Regions from separate parts of the Mus musculus genome. Here all the other regions are linked to region 1. The links are chromatin contacts, called in public HiChIP or PLAC-seq and promoter capture Hi-C maps. All regions are on one chromosome and are shown on one strand. Each heading gives the region's core, a stretch centred on a gene start, on an enhancer-like site or on the middle of the called end of the contact. The rest is flanking DNA. Distances are from core to core; before and after follow the strand shown. Region 1 holds the start of Ccdc17 (coiled-coil domain containing 17). Region 2 holds the start of Nsun4 (NOL1/NOP2/Sun domain family, member 4). Region 3 holds the start of Plk3 (polo like kinase 3). Region 4 holds the start of Kif2c (kinesin family member 2C). Region 5 holds the start of Rps8 (ribosomal protein S8).

Evidence for each region. Promoter capture Hi-C pulls out the DNA fragments that hold promoters and counts their contacts. HiChIP or PLAC-seq counts read pairs in DNA pulled down with a chosen protein or histone mark. Capture Hi-C pulls out chosen DNA fragments and counts their contacts.
Region 2: a contact with region 1 is called in a promoter capture Hi-C map of adipose tissue. The contact joins the promoter of Nsun4 here to the promoter of Ccdc17 in region 1. A contact is called at or near these places in 4 of 39 promoter capture datasets (the C10 cell line, cranial neural crest, liver and 1 more) and 1 of 9 other capture datasets (adipose tissue).
Region 3: a contact with region 1 is called in an H3K27ac HiChIP or PLAC-seq map of microglia, with 5 times the contacts expected there. The contact joins the promoter of Plk3 here to the promoter of Ccdc17 in region 1. A contact is called at or near these places in 2 of 115 datasets of contacts at active chromatin or transcription factors (effector CD8 T cells and microglia) and 2 of 9 other capture datasets (adipose tissue and liver).
Region 4: a promoter capture Hi-C map of cranial neural crest shows a contact between it and region 1. The contact joins the promoter of Kif2c here to the promoter of Ccdc17 in region 1. A contact is called at or near these places in 9 of 39 promoter capture datasets (the C10 cell line, cranial neural crest, frontonasal cranial neural crest and 5 more), 5 of 484 Hi-C or Micro-C datasets (embryonic stem cells and large pre-B cells), 6 of 115 datasets of contacts at active chromatin or transcription factors (bone marrow-derived macrophages, embryonic stem cells, fetal liver and 2 more) and 2 of 9 other capture datasets (embryonic stem cells and liver).
Region 5: a contact with region 1 is called in a promoter capture Hi-C map of second pharyngeal arch cranial neural crest. The contact joins the promoter of Rps8 here to the promoter of Ccdc17 in region 1. A contact is called at or near these places in 9 of 39 promoter capture datasets (the C10 cell line, the HPC-7 cell line, cranial neural crest and 6 more), 2 of 484 Hi-C or Micro-C datasets (both in embryonic stem cells), 2 of 115 datasets of contacts at active chromatin or transcription factors (bone marrow-derived macrophages and embryonic stem cells) and 1 of 9 other capture datasets (liver).

Annotation. Positions count from the first base shown.
Region 1 is chr4:116,595,465-116,598,164 of GRCm38.p6, reverse strand. Ccdc17 (coiled-coil domain containing 17) reads right to left here and starts at 1,435. Exons shown (of 13, transcript NM_001037916.3): 1 at 1,208-1,435; 2 at 1,064-1,132; 3 at 797-902; 4 at 565-727; 5 at 402-485; 6 at 204-322. The coding sequence starts at 1,378. C530005A16Rik (RIKEN cDNA C530005A16 gene) reads left to right here and starts at 535. Exons shown (of 3, transcript NR_029450.1): 1 at 535-2,323.
Region 2 is chr4:116,052,469-116,055,168 of GRCm38.p6, reverse strand. Nsun4 (NOL1/NOP2/Sun domain family, member 4) reads left to right here and starts at 1,358. Exons shown (of 6, transcript NM_028142.5): 1 at 1,358-1,485. The coding sequence starts at 1,393.
Region 3 is chr4:117,132,594-117,135,293 of GRCm38.p6, reverse strand. It overlaps Plk3 (polo like kinase 3), which reads left to right and starts at 1,331. Exons shown (of 15, transcript NM_013807.3): 1 at 1,331-1,642; 2 at 1,792-1,899; 3 at 1,989-2,105; 4 at 2,260-2,389; 5 at 2,480-2,567. The coding sequence starts at 1,430.
Region 4 is chr4:117,181,187-117,183,886 of GRCm38.p6, reverse strand. It overlaps Kif2c (kinesin family member 2C), which reads left to right and starts at 1,263. Exons shown (of 20, transcript NM_134471.4): 1 at 1,263-1,456. The coding sequence starts at 1,396.
Region 5 is chr4:117,154,698-117,157,397 of GRCm38.p6, reverse strand. It overlaps Rps8 (ribosomal protein S8), which reads left to right and starts at 1,266. Exons shown (of 6, transcript NM_009098.2): 1 at 1,266-1,340; 2 at 1,721-1,827; 3 at 2,291-2,390; 4 at 2,585-2,700. The coding sequence starts at 1,337. Snord55 (small nucleolar RNA, C/D box 55) reads left to right here and starts at 1,550; the gene lies at 1,550-1,627. It overlaps LOC115490046 (a small nucleolar RNA gene), which reads left to right and starts at 2,109; the gene lies at 2,109-2,212.

The sequences.
Region 1 (2,700 bases), core at 186-2,685:
ATTAAAGTGATCTGTCAAGCATTATGTAGTAATCCAACTTTAAGGGTTTCTGCACAAGCCTGGATTTGTCATCTGGCAATGGGTTTTCCTTCCTTGGGCTTACGTGCCTCCCATTCTAGTGGTGCTCTCCCTCAAGCCCTTTTCTCCTTCCAACTCTAGGACCATCAGTGTAGAAACCCTCTATGATAGACCCTTTCGTTCACCCTTGCGGTTTTGCGACCGCTGCAATTCCAGGGCTGACGCTTCCACTTGCAGCTGCAATATTTTGTCCAGAACTTCTGGGTCCCGGCCTCCACCGTGCACGTAGGCTTCACGTAGGATCCTAGCAAGAAGGCAGCAGAAAGCGATCTCCCAGACTGAACAGACTCCCGATCCTGTCCACCCAGGGCCGGGGTCCTCACCGGATCTCTGCAGCCAGCGTTTCCGGGTTGAACCGCAGGGGCAGGTAACAGAATTCCACTGCCCTATGGGTGTCCTGCAGTTTTCTGGCGCAAGCAGATGATGTCACTGACCCGAGCCCAAGGCCCCGCCCGCACTCCTACCAAAGCTGGGCCGGCAACTCACCGAGGCTGAAGCTGGAGCGCCTGGAAATGCGCACCTAGCGTTTGCAGTGCTCCCCGGGTCCGGTTGGCCTCTTCCTTGAGTTCTCTGAGCTCGCGCTCCAAGTCGAATGGGCGGGGTAATCCTCCCTTGGGTCCCGCCACGCTGTGGAGGCGCCGTTTTAATTCTGAGGGACAAATGGGCAGAGTCAGGGTGAGTCCGAGCACAGCGACAGGGCCGAGTCCTTACCTCTCACCTTCGCCGCGACGCTCCAGCGCCCGGCTCTGTGCTTCTGTTTCTGCCATGCGTCTGGCGCGGGTTCCCTGCAAGACTCGCAGCCTCTCCCCAGGGCTCCCTGCAGTCTGGGAAGTGAGACCCTCAGTCGCTCGGGGACCTATTTTCTGTAGGGACAGCAACTGCACCTGCAAATAACTCGGACCCGCTATTTCTGTACTGGGTGATTTCCAGCATGTAAATCTCTACACATGTAAAGTTGAAGTTTGTAGTCATGATTGGTGTGTACCTCCTCTGTCAGCCTCTTTAGAGCAGATGTGCTGGCTTCCTGATCACGGCTCTTTTCTTGTGCCATGATCTGGTGGCGGGGAGGCAAAAAACGTAAGAATAATGATTGATGGAAAACCTACCCCTGGCCACTGGCGGCCCTTACCTTGGTGCCTCGTTTGATCGCGACTGAAGGCTGTGATTTAAGTGTTACCTCCGGAGTCAGCCGGCCAATGCAGAATCGTTTGGTGTGTGTGGCCAACAGAGCCCAGGAGCGGAAAACCATATCACAGGATTCACAGGATAAAAGTCCTGATTCCCCTGAGTAATCGGCCATGGAATGGAATCTCTTATAGACACCAGCGTCCTACAGAGGATGTGACAAAAGAGAAAAGGCGGACTGGACAGAAAAGAGAGAAAAGGGACAAAGAATAGACCAAGTCTGCTAAATCGCCAGGTCCTTCAAATGTATGTTTATGTTTGGGGAGGTGCCCTAGCTCCCTGGGCAGCGAGTACAGGCTTAGGCAGGCCTGGGCAATGTGCCTGGCCACCTTTGGGTGGGGCCCAGGTGTGAAAATGTCAGTTTGTTCCACCAATTACAGTGAGTTTGGCCAAGTATTTAATTAACTGCGGCTTTGACTTCATTGCCTATTTAGCCTCTGATAGGCAACTGTCATCTGTACCACAGCTGTTCTCTAAAATGGACAGATTTCAAGCTAGAATTCTCCACTGTAGGGAACATTTCCGCACAAGGTAAACCTCATATTAGCAGTATGTCTTTGCATAAACCCATCTTTTACAGAATTAACACACCACACAATGGAATAGTCTTTCTAATTCCCATTCTGGGACAGGAATGATCTGAACCTTTCCAGTAATGAGAACTGGGAGACCCGTTGGGGAGAATACAATTTGTCAGATGGATACTACTTGTGAGTTAAACGAGCTCTTTCTGCTGGTCAAGTTATCGTCACCTTTACACAGATCTGTAAAAGCAACGTTCATCCTCATCTCCTAGGCGAATCTATGCCTAAAATGTTTTCAGGCTCTGAGACTATTGAATAAACTCACTCTAGCTCTTCCTCAAAGCTGGCTGACTCAACTCAGCTGTTCTGTCTCAAAGTCCTCTCTGAACTGGTTCAAACCGGCTTCTCTTAGCTTCTCATTGAAGTGCTCTACTTGGTGAAGCTGCCTCTAAACTACACTCAACTGAACTAACTCCAAGATGGATTTTCCCTGCACTGCTCTTTTTTTTTTTTTTTTTAAGATTTATTTATTATATGTAAGTACACGGTAGCTGTCTTCAGACACACCAGAAGAGGGCGTCACGGATGGTTGTGAGCCACCATGTGGTTGCTGGGACTTGAACACTGGACCTTTGGAAGAGCAGTCGGGTACTCTTACCCACTGAGCCATCTCACCAGCCCCCCTGCACTGCTCTTAAGTAGCATTTCTTTCCTGAGTTGGGCTTTGCCCATCTGTGGAGAGCTTTGTGGGGCCACTTGGCTGGGATTTGACATTAGGCCAGGACAAGGAAGTAAGCTCAGGCAGGAATCTAATTTGGCTAGAACAAAGTAGTAGGCTTAAGGCAAGAATTTTACTTTGGGCTAGGACAGGGAAGTAGGCTCAGATATCTTGGTCATCCTGATAAGCACTTAG
Region 2 (2,700 bases), core at 109-2,608, 540 kb after region 1:
TAATAATAAATAAATCTTAAAAAAAAAATTCTTAAAAAAAAAAAGAAACAAAAGGACATGTGCCATCGTGGCCTCATTTGGCTCACTAAAATTTTGAAACTCAAATTCTCACTTGTTTAAGTCTTATTTTACTTTTATTGTTTAAGATAATGACAGATAGCCAGTCGGTGGTGGCGCATGCCTTTAATCCCAGCGCTTGGGAGGCAGAGGCAGGCAGATTTCTGAGTTCGAGGCTAGCCTGGTCTATAAAGTGAGTTCCAGGACAGCCAAGGCTATACAGAGAAATCCTGTCTCGAAAAACCAAAAAAAAAAAAAAAAAAAAAAAAAAAAGATAATGACAGATACGTATGTGACTTGGATGATGAGTACAATTTTTGGCAGGTGCTCATTCTATATTTGTATGAGTTACAGTTTGGGCACACCCTTTTAATCCCAGCCCTTGGGAGACGGAAGCAAGCAGGTATAATTTCCAGGCTAGCCTGGTGTACATAGAGAGTTATAGGCCAGCCACGACTATGTAGTGAGATCTTGTCTCAAAAATCAAAAGGAAAAGAAAAGAGTGTGTTATATGTTTGTATATGTTCATGCATATGTGCATATGGTCTATGAATGGCAGCTGCAGGTCAACACCACACGTCTTCAGATGGTCTCATGGAATCTGGAGCTCACTAATTCAAAGACGTTGGCTGCCCCACAACTTCCAGAGATCAGTTTGACATACTTAACATTTTTAAAAAATTACGACTTAGCTGATTATACTATATGGTGGGTGGCAATACATTATAAGAATAAATGTAAGGTTACAGAAAAGCTGTCTGACCTGTAGCTATGAAAACCAAGCTTGGCCTGGAACTCACAGAGATCCGTCTGCTTCTGCCTTCCAAGTGCTGGAATAAAGACATATGCCACTCTGCTCAGCCAAACGATCATTTCTAAAAATAGTGATCACCCCCTTTCTTCTTGGATCCTAAGCGGCGTAGTCAATTTGATAGTCTCAGAAAGAACACAAAATTAGGTACCGAGTCTTGAAAAGAACCGTCTAAAAGGAAGATCTTGAAACTGGCTTCTATGGCTTCCTAGCAATTCCGCTTCTGTCTATAGTCTGCTCTAATTTCGTTCTACCTCGGCAGCTTTCTCCATGCAGGTTGAGCCCAGAAGGCCTTCCCTGCAACTTCCTAGGAGCTCCTTTAGATGCTCTAGCACAGCCACCGCTTCGTGTGCGCCCCGAGGATTCTGGTGGGTGGGGTGTGGAGGTAGGCGGAGCCCTGGGGGCGCCGCAAGCCTAGCCCCGCCCTGTCTGCCGCTGATATTCTAAGCAGCCCTCAATCCTTCCCGGAACCCGCGAGAGCGCAGCTGCAGTTTCAGTCGGAATTATTGGCGTTGTTAGTTGACATGGCTGCGCCCGTCTTAAGATGTGTTCGGAAGCTGCTGAAGCTCGTGGACTTCACGCCGGTCCCGCGGAGATATCGATATAAGAAGAAATGGGTAAGGTCTGACATTAGAGGGAGACTTATCCAGCCCTTGCGTTTCCCGTCACTCACAGTTGCATTCGGGACATGAACTCCAGGGACCGTAACCTTCTTGGAGCTCTTGTCTCACGCCTGCCTGTCCTTTTATTAACCACAAGCCTCTTCCTGTTGCGTAAGCAGCCCCCTGACTCCGCCCCTCTCTGTTAAGTCACGGCCTGAGCTTTCATTCGGTGACGTTACATCGCCTCATGTTACTTTTTCTTGCTTACTTTTATCTTGCCCTTCCCACCCTTCTTTTTCCTTTTCTTTCCTCCCTCTTACCCTTCCCCTCCAGTCCCATGAACTCTTCCCCTCCTTTCCTCCTTAAAATTTCAGCCCCTTCAACTTCACCTCAAGCAGACTGCCCTAACAACTACTCCTTCCCTCCTGAGTCTCCGTCGTCCTGCAGGAAAGGATTCACCCCTGTTCTCACTCTCGAGGTGCCTGTGGCGCCCGGGAAAGACTTCAACGACCACCTTTCCTGTAATGCTGGCCTTTCTCCAAATGCAGGCAACAGATTCACCAACCCCCCTTACTCTAGAGAACCTTTCTCTTGCCTCACCATTTCTTCTCCGTGCTTACCTCGACGGATCCCCACCCCGCCCCCTCCGCCCCCAGTCCTCTCCTCCCCACCCCCACCGGAGAGGTGCCCCTTTGAACCCTTTTCTCCACTCCTAGGAAGGCTGTACAGACAAGAGCCAGCTGGTTCATCCTCTCCTTGTTTTGACCGATTCAGCCTTCAGGGGTCACCCTCTCCTCATCAGCGGAACCTATGTTGCAACTATATTGATTCCCCAGAATCTCAGCGTTCATGCCCTCCAAGTCCGCGTCTTTGTTATGTGACTTCCCCACCTCTCATTCATCAGGCCCCTAGAGCCAGCCCAGTAACTTCCCCTGAACTTACTCATATAACCTTGGAGACAGGCCCGGTGATTTCGACTCCCCTTATGCCAGGGTCCCAGGGAAATTACTCCATCATTTCACCTCTTCTTACCCATCGGCCCCTGAGACCTGGCCTTGCAATTTCACCTCCCCTTGCTCACCGATCTGTGGAAACTAGACCTCTAACCCCTGCATCCATTTCTCACCGAGGGCCCCACTGTCCCTCTAGAAGAAGTTACAATGATCCTCCCCTTTCTTCAGCATCTTCCCCACCCTCTGGCAACCCTTACCACGACAACCCTATGCCTCC
Region 3 (2,700 bases), core at 82-2,581, 540 kb before region 1:
AGTTGGAGGCCAGCCTGGTTTACAGAATGATTCCAGGACAGCCAAGTCTACACAGAGAAACCTATTTCAAGGAAAAAAAAAAAAAAAAAAAAAGATTTCACATCGAAGCCGGGCAGTGGTGGAGGGGCAGAGACAGGTAGGAAGTCAAGGCCAGTCTGGTTTACAGGTCGAATTCCTGGCTTCCTGGAAACTCTGTCACAAAACAAAACAAAAACCAAAACAACCCTCCACAACACCCCCCCCCCAAAAAAAAAACCCACACAGAAAAAGATTCCACATAGATCATAGATTCCTGCCACCTACTTGAGTTTATCTGTAATGGACTTCAAAGCTAACTGCCCAGTTGCAGGTCTCTAGCACCTAAGAGTGTCCAGTTCTCATTCCTCACTGTCTGGCCTTTTGCCTGCTGACTCGGTGCAATAGGTATTTTTGAGAATATGATGGGGAACTCAGGGTCTGGGGCAGAGGTACAGGTCTGGAGTCCCATCATGTCAAAGGTGAAGACAGAAGGACCTCGAGTTCAAAGCCAGCCTGGATCACATGACAGCTACTCTGCCTCAGCTCTCCTTTCCCTCAGAAGAATAATAAGGTAGAATTGGGTAGCAGAAGATGTAGCCTGGAACATGGTGAAAAACAGTGAATACTGGGAGGCAGGGGCAGGTGGATCTTTGATTTCAAAGCCAGCCTGGTCTACATAGTGGGTTCTGGGACAGCCAGGGCCACACAGAGACACCCTGTCTTGGAAAAACAAAACGCAAACATAAAACCTTGAATACCAGGCTCTGTTCCACAAACCCATTGCACAGTCCCAGACCAGGTAAATCGGGCTCTGCAGCGTGCTATTCCACAGTCCCCGAAGAGGGCAGCATGCTCTGTACCAGAGCAAGAGATGCTTGCAGGAAACCACCTGTGTTGGTGATGTGCACTGAGCAGTTTGCAACACCCCTGTCTTTCCTCCCCAGTTTGAATGCTAACCCTTACTGTTGCTCGAAAGAGGCCTCCGGATAACTGGCCTCCACTCCGACTTCAGCACACATTCTAAGGATGAAGGGGAAAAAAAGAGTCACTTGCACTGGGTAGCCTAGAGAAACGGAGCAGGGTTACACCTGCCAGGCGACTAGCTCAACCGGGGCTCCTTTAAGGCCAGAGCAGGAGGAGTGGCCTTTAAGAACGCCCAGGCAAGGGAAGATCTTTCAGGTGACGTAAGGCGGAGCAATGGGCGTGGCCTCTCCAAGCCTGGCAGCCAGGAAAGGGGCGGAGCTCGAGATGACGAAACACCGGGGAGGGGGCAGGGGTTCATTGATAAAAACGTCGGACTCCCCCTTGCCCTGGCGCGATCGCAGCGTAGAGAAACCAGGCAGCGCCACGCGCGGCCGGGGCCGGGCGGAACCGAGAACCAGCTCGGCAGGCGCTGCGCCGCGCCGTCCGCATGGAGCCCGCCGCCGGCTTCTTGTCTCCGCGCCCCTTCCCGCGCGCGGCTGCCCCGTCCGCGCCCCCCGCCGGCCCGGGGCCGCCTGCCAATGCCTCCCCGCGATCGGAACCTGAGGTGCTGGCCGGGCCACGGGCGCCGGATCCTCCTGGTCGCCTCATCACCGACCCTCTCAGCGGCCGTACCTACACCAAGGGTCGCTTGTTGGGCAAGGTGGGTCGGGGCTCCGGGGTAGCGTTGACGGAGGTGGAGGGGAGCTCTGCGGACCCGACCGGGCCACTCCGGAGGTGGAGAGGAGCTCTACGGGCCGGATCCGGCCACTCCGGAGCGCCCAGATCGATGATGCAGCTTCTTCTTTCTAGGGGGGCTTCGCACGCTGCTATGAAGCCACTGACACCGAGTCTGGTATAGCCTACGCGGTCAAAGTCATCCCACAGAGTCGCGTCGCCAAGCCGCATCAGCGCGAGAAGGTGGGTCCAGGCCCTGCGGTCCAAGGGATGGGGAGGGGATGGTGGCGTGGGAACCCTGGAAAGATGAGGATTTCACTCCCCTGTCGCAGATCCTAAATGAGATAGAGTTGCACCGAGACCTACAGCACCGCCATATCGTTCGCTTTTCACATCATTTCGAGGATGCTGACAACATATACATTTTCCTGGAGCTCTGTAGCCGAAAGGTCCGGAATGGGGGCGGGGTGGGTTCATTGGGAACAGGGGTAGGGGAGGAAGCGGGTTCTTAAGATCCAAAGCTGTTCTTGTCATCTTTAGCAAACACAGATGGAGGGAGGGTCTGGGAAGGCAAGCGGGGTCTGAAACAGTGACTTTCTGCAGTCCCTGGCCCACATCTGGAAGGCCCGACACACCCTGTTGGAACCAGAGGTTCGCTACTACCTGCGCCAGATCCTTTCTGGCCTCAAGTACTTGCACCAGAGGGGTATCTTACACAGAGATCTCAAGCTGGGTGAGATTCCTGCGTCTGGTCTGAAGGGTGGAGACCTGCGGAGGGATGAAAGGCGTTAAGAATCTGACGCGTCTCTCTGCTACTGTCTAGGAAATTTTTTCATCACGGATAACATGGAACTGAAGGTGGGGGATTTTGGGCTGGCAGCTCGATTAGAGCCCCCAGAGCAGAGGAAAAAGTGAGTGAGGGGATGGTGGCCACAGCCTGTTTGTGACACAGATGATGTACAAGGTGACCAGATATGTACTTGGGATAACCAGGGAAGGGGTAATGATGGGTTTTCTGTATGTGTGACAGTAGAGGTGGCAACC
Region 4 (2,700 bases), core at 14-2,513, 590 kb before region 1:
TGTGGAGGCTTTGGGGAGTTCATTCTCCTACCATGTAGGTCCAGAAGATCAAACTCAGGTCTTCAGGCTTGTCAAGGTTGGATAGACCAAGGGCTAGACACCATTTACACTATACATATCCTCCGCGGGGCGGTGGGGGTTCTTGGTCTGCATAGGTCTGCATACTGGGGCAGTAATGATGTGGTTCAGTGTAAGAACGTTCCCCTAGAAGCCGGACAGTAGTGGCACATGCACAAAGTCCTGGAGTTAATACCTAGTACTACGAAACAAAAAGACATTATAAATAATGACAAAAATCAGGTATGGTGATTCATGCTAATTCCAGCATTTAGGCATTGTAGGCTGCTTTTCATTGCCAGCATCTTTTTTTGTTTGTTTGTTTGTTTGTTTGAGACAGTTTCACACAGCCCACTCTGGCCTCAAACATGCTGCTTAGCTAAGGTTGGCTTTGAAATTATTCTCTTTTCTTCATCTACAGGGAGCTAGGATTATAGGCATGATCTACCATACCCCGCTTCTCTTGTGTTCTGTTTTGTTTTGTTTTTCTAGAAAGGGTTTCCCTGTGTAATCTTGGCTATTCTGGAACTCAGGCTGTAGACCAGACTGACTTCGAAGTCAAATTTGCCTCTCTCTAGTGGTAGGATTAAAGGCTCGAGTCACCACCGTATGACTTCCCCCGTGTTCCTAATAGGAAAAAAAAAAAAAAAAAAGTTTCACGGACAGGAACCATTCGTCTTGTTTATTCCACTATCCCAATCTAGCACTATGTCTAGCACTAGCATGTGACTATTTTTAATTGGTGTCTTCGAAATATTGTATACATTTCAAAGAGAAAGCAATCATCAAGAAACCAGGATTTGAACCCCTGTCTGTAGAATCACAAGGCCCTCACTGAAACATTATACATAAGTTTCCTAGTCTTACATAAAGGCAGAAGTTCGACCTGGTAGCGGGAGGGTAAGGCCAGAAGCCATAAAACCTTCCCATCAGCTGGGCGTGGTGGCGCACGCCTTTAATCCCAGCACTCGGGAGGCAGAGGCAAGCGGATTTCTGAGTTCGAGGCCAGCCTGGTTTACAGAGTGAGTTCCAGGACAGCAAGAGCTAGAAAAACAAAACAAAACAAACAAACGAAAAAACCAAACAACCAACCAACCAACCAAAAACCCTTCCCATCAGTCTCAGAGCTCGGGAGCCCGGCCACGCGCCGGAAGTCGGAGACCAAGACTACATATCCCACATTGCTCTGCGGTGCGTCGCACTGGTGACGTTGTAGGGAGGCTGGCGCGCGGGATTTAAACTGCAGCGGTTTAGGCGTTGTTAACACAGCGCAGTATTAGCAGAGTCGTGGTTTCCAAGCTTCTTTCATTTGTGTTGCCTGTTGTTGTTCCTGAGTCCATGGAGTCGCTTCACGCACGCCTGTTTCCTGGTCTCTCCATCAACATTCAACGCAGCAATGGTGAGGGCAGGGTCTTGAGGCCAAGGGGACGACCCAAGAGCGGTGAGACTGCCAAGATGGTTATCTGAATCTCCGTGTGGCAAAGCTTTGGGATACTTTCCCTTATTCCACACTGAGGGGGTCCATGTCACTACACTGGCAGTCGGTGTCCCCTACACAGGAGGAAAACGCTACTTTGGTTGTGGGTCCCTTGCCTGCTTTCTGAGTGTGGGCGGAGCACGTCTGCGGTTATTGGTGCGCCTAGCTAGGTTATAGCGATTGGATGCATTTCCTCTGAACCTGTTTTGCTTTGTTGGACCCGCGGCTTCCTCGGCCTCCTGAGTGCTGGGATTAAAGGTCATGCACTACCACGCCCGGCTTTTTTTTTTTTTTTTTTTTTTTTTTGGCGTTTGTTTTGGTTTTTCAAGGAAGGGTTTCTCTGTGTAGTCCTGGAACTCCTGTAGACCAGGCCTCGAACTCACAAATCCCCTGCCTCTGCCTCCCAAGGGCTGGGATTAAAGGCGTTGCACCACCACTGCCCGGCTCAACCATCTGTCTTTATTAAGCAATTTCTACAGGTCTAATAACGGGTCATTCATGGACTAGCCAACCACTGCCAAAAATGGACCAGGGAACTCCAGCGGTCCAGCTCTTTACTGATGTGTTCAGGAATAGCTCCTCCAAGGAATGTAGTAACTTACTTGCTCAAATGAATCTTCATTCTGTTGGAGCGGTGATGCAATTTTATCCTATGGAGCTGGGGTTTAAGGCCCATTCCCTGTTCACTTCCACTGTGGAATGGTCTAAGGGTGAACCCCACTAGAATTACTAACTAGCATTTGTGTTTTGTTTTATTTTTTGAGACAGTTTCTCTGTAACAGGGCCTTGGACCTGGACTTGCTTTGTAGATCAGGCTGACCTCGAACTCACAGAGATCCACCTACTGTACTTTGCAAGTGCTAGGATTAAAGGCATGCACCATCACAGGCCTAGTTCTTTGGTGTTTTGTTTGTTTGTTGCTTTTTAAATTTATTATTTTATTTTATGTTCATTGGTGTTTTGTGAAATCCTCTGGAAGTGGAATTACACTTTGACAACAGGGTTTCTCTGTGTAGCCCTGTCTGTCCTGGAACTCACGTTGTAGACCAGGCTGTCCTCACTCACAGAACTCCTCAGGCCTCTATCCCTGATGTATTGGGATTAAAGGCAAGGGCCACCACTGCCTGGCTGTTTGTATTTTTTAAAAGAGAATTAAATTTTCCCTT
Region 5 (2,700 bases), core at 17-2,516, 560 kb before region 1:
AAAAAACAAACACAACAAAAAAATCGCTTCAAAACTGTAAAATCGTGGGGGGGGGGGGGGCTGGCGAGATGGCTCAGTGGTTAAGAGGGCCGACTGCTCTTCCAAAGGTCCGGAGTTCAAATCCCAGCAACCACATGGTGGCTCACAAACATCCGTAACGAAATCTGATGCCCTCTTCTGGAGTGTCTCAAGACAGCTACAGTGTACTTACATATACTAAATAAATAAATCTTTAAAAAAAAAAAATCGGATACACGCAGTAAAAACCTCAGAATCAAAATTTAAAACATTTGAAGTTAAAGTTTAAAATTCAAAAAGAAATCGGTCAGGTGAGAGGTCCCTTTAAAAGTAGACGTTCACTGACATTCAAGGCGACGTTTAAGTTTAAGAAATAAAATGTACTGACTGAGCTCTCATCTTGTCTGACGCCGGAGCCCCACTGTCCTCTGCTTTGATTTCACTTGGAGGGGTGTCTAGTGCCTCAGTTTCTCCTCAGCCGGCCGCTTGTTCCTCCCACTGAGCAGTAGCTCATTCTTTAGCTCAGGCTAGCCCTCAACTGGTGATAATTCTCTGTCTCAGTGCTGGATTTCAGGTTTGACCCACTGGGCCAGACCAGATTGTCAGATACTTTGGAATTGGAATTTCAGGAACTGTGAGTCGACCTAAGCACTTGATGCTTTTGAAGAGACCCTGAGCACAGTTTGCAGTACCAATCTTTCCAGAACTAAAACTGTTTTTAATTTCCTTTTTGATTGCTAATTGCTGCCATGTAAGAGATACACATGAATTTTGTGTGTTCATATACAGGGTCAAGTCCCCCTGTGAACAGAGCGTTGGAGCTTCTACTACTTCACTTTTCCAATTAGGGCCCTTTACTCTTTTTTCTTTTTTGGTTTTACAAGTTTACAAGGGTTTCTCTGTATAGCCCTGGCTGTCCTAGAACTCACTTTGTAGACCAGGTTGGCCTCAAACTCAGAAATTCGCCTGCCTCTGTCTCCCGAGTGCTGGGATTAAAGGCGTGCGCCACCACGCCCGGTTTAAAAAAAAAAAAAAAAAAAAAAATTTAAAGGACAAAATGTAAGCACAACAGGCAGGCAAGTGTGCCCTATAGCTCAGCTTAAGGAGCCCGCCCTCCAGACCGCCCAAGGTCAAGGGATTTGAGGCGGGGTCCGCGTGAGTTCGCACGCCGCAGGACCCTCCCCTGTGCCAGCGTCCCAGGCTCGCCGCGGCCCCAGGTCCTTCCCGGCAACCGGAAGAGACGTAAAGAAGGCGGGGCTGAGTTTTAGAAACCGGACCGTGAAGCTTTGCGCTTCCTCTTTCCAGCCAGCGCCGAGCGATGGGTGAGTGTTGCTGCGGGCCGGGTCGGGCCGCGGGGGAGCGAGCTCCATCCGTCTCCATCCTGCCTCCCGACGCATGCTCGGCCCGACCATGGGCCACGGGCAGCCGTGGCAAGGGCCTGCGGTGGGCTAGGGCTGTGGAGATCGCTGCGGCCGCCTCCGGGGCTCCGGGCTGCGAGCGGGCCAACATGGCTGCCGCGGGCCGGGCCGCACGCGGATGATGACACCTGGGTATGCTGCACACTCCCGACTGCGTCGTGGGGAAGCCAACCTTGGAGAGCTGAGCGTGCGGGCAGCCCGCGCAGCGCGGGGCTCGGGAGCGGGCTGATTGGCCGGCGGCGAGGCCCGGTTGCTCAGGCTTGCGTCCTCGCTCCCACACACAGGCATCTCTCGGGACAACTGGCACAAGCGCCGCAAGACCGGGGGTAAGCGAAAACCCTACCACAAGAAGCGAAAGTATGAGCTGGGACGGCCCGCTGCCAACACGAAGGTGCGTGCGGGGGTCGGGGGGAGGACGACTGGGAGAGGCTGCCTTCCCCTGCGCTAGAGCGTGTTTGCTGGGGAACACGAGTGGCTGTGATCACCTTTGTAAGGCTCAGGTTTCTCGGTGCTGGCGACTGGACATGGAAGTGTGTCCACGTGCAGGGTCTGTGCACCCTAATCTCCAAGCTTAGGGTCTACTGGAGCCTAGGAGTGGGAGAGCTGCAAGCTTGGTGTGTTCCTTACTGGGGTTCTTCCTGTGTTAGGGGGGGTCTGGCTTTTTCTGGAGGTAACTAGGGTGATGAAAACGTATCCTTAGGCGTGGTTATGGCCGTCTTGGCCACCTGTACACCACTTGCCAATGCAAGGACTTGTCATAGTTACACTGACTGTTACCTCCGTCTGGTTCGGGTTCCTCTCCCAGTCCCCACTCGTTTTGATGACACATGTTCTGGCCTTCTTGTGTTCTCTAGATTGGCCCTCGCCGCATACACACAGTCCGAGTTCGAGGAGGCAATAAGAAGTACCGTGCCCTGAGATTGGATGTGGGGAACTTTTCCTGGGGCTCTGAGTGTAAGTAGGTGTTGAAGTATTTGAATTTGTTCTTGCTGAAAGATCCTGAGGTAGTTGGAGAATTCTTTGCCATATTCTGATCTCTTAACTCCTGCAATGAGAGGTGCTTTCTAGAGAATGTTAAAAAAAGATTTCAGTAATAAAAAAACATTAACTGCCCCAGCCCCTGATTGTGAATCTCTCTTTGTATGCAGGTTGTACTCGCAAAACAAGGATCATTGATGTTGTCTACAATGCATCCAACAACGAGCTTGTCCGCACCAAGACCCTGGTGAAGAACTGCATCGTGCTTATTGACAGCACGCCGTAC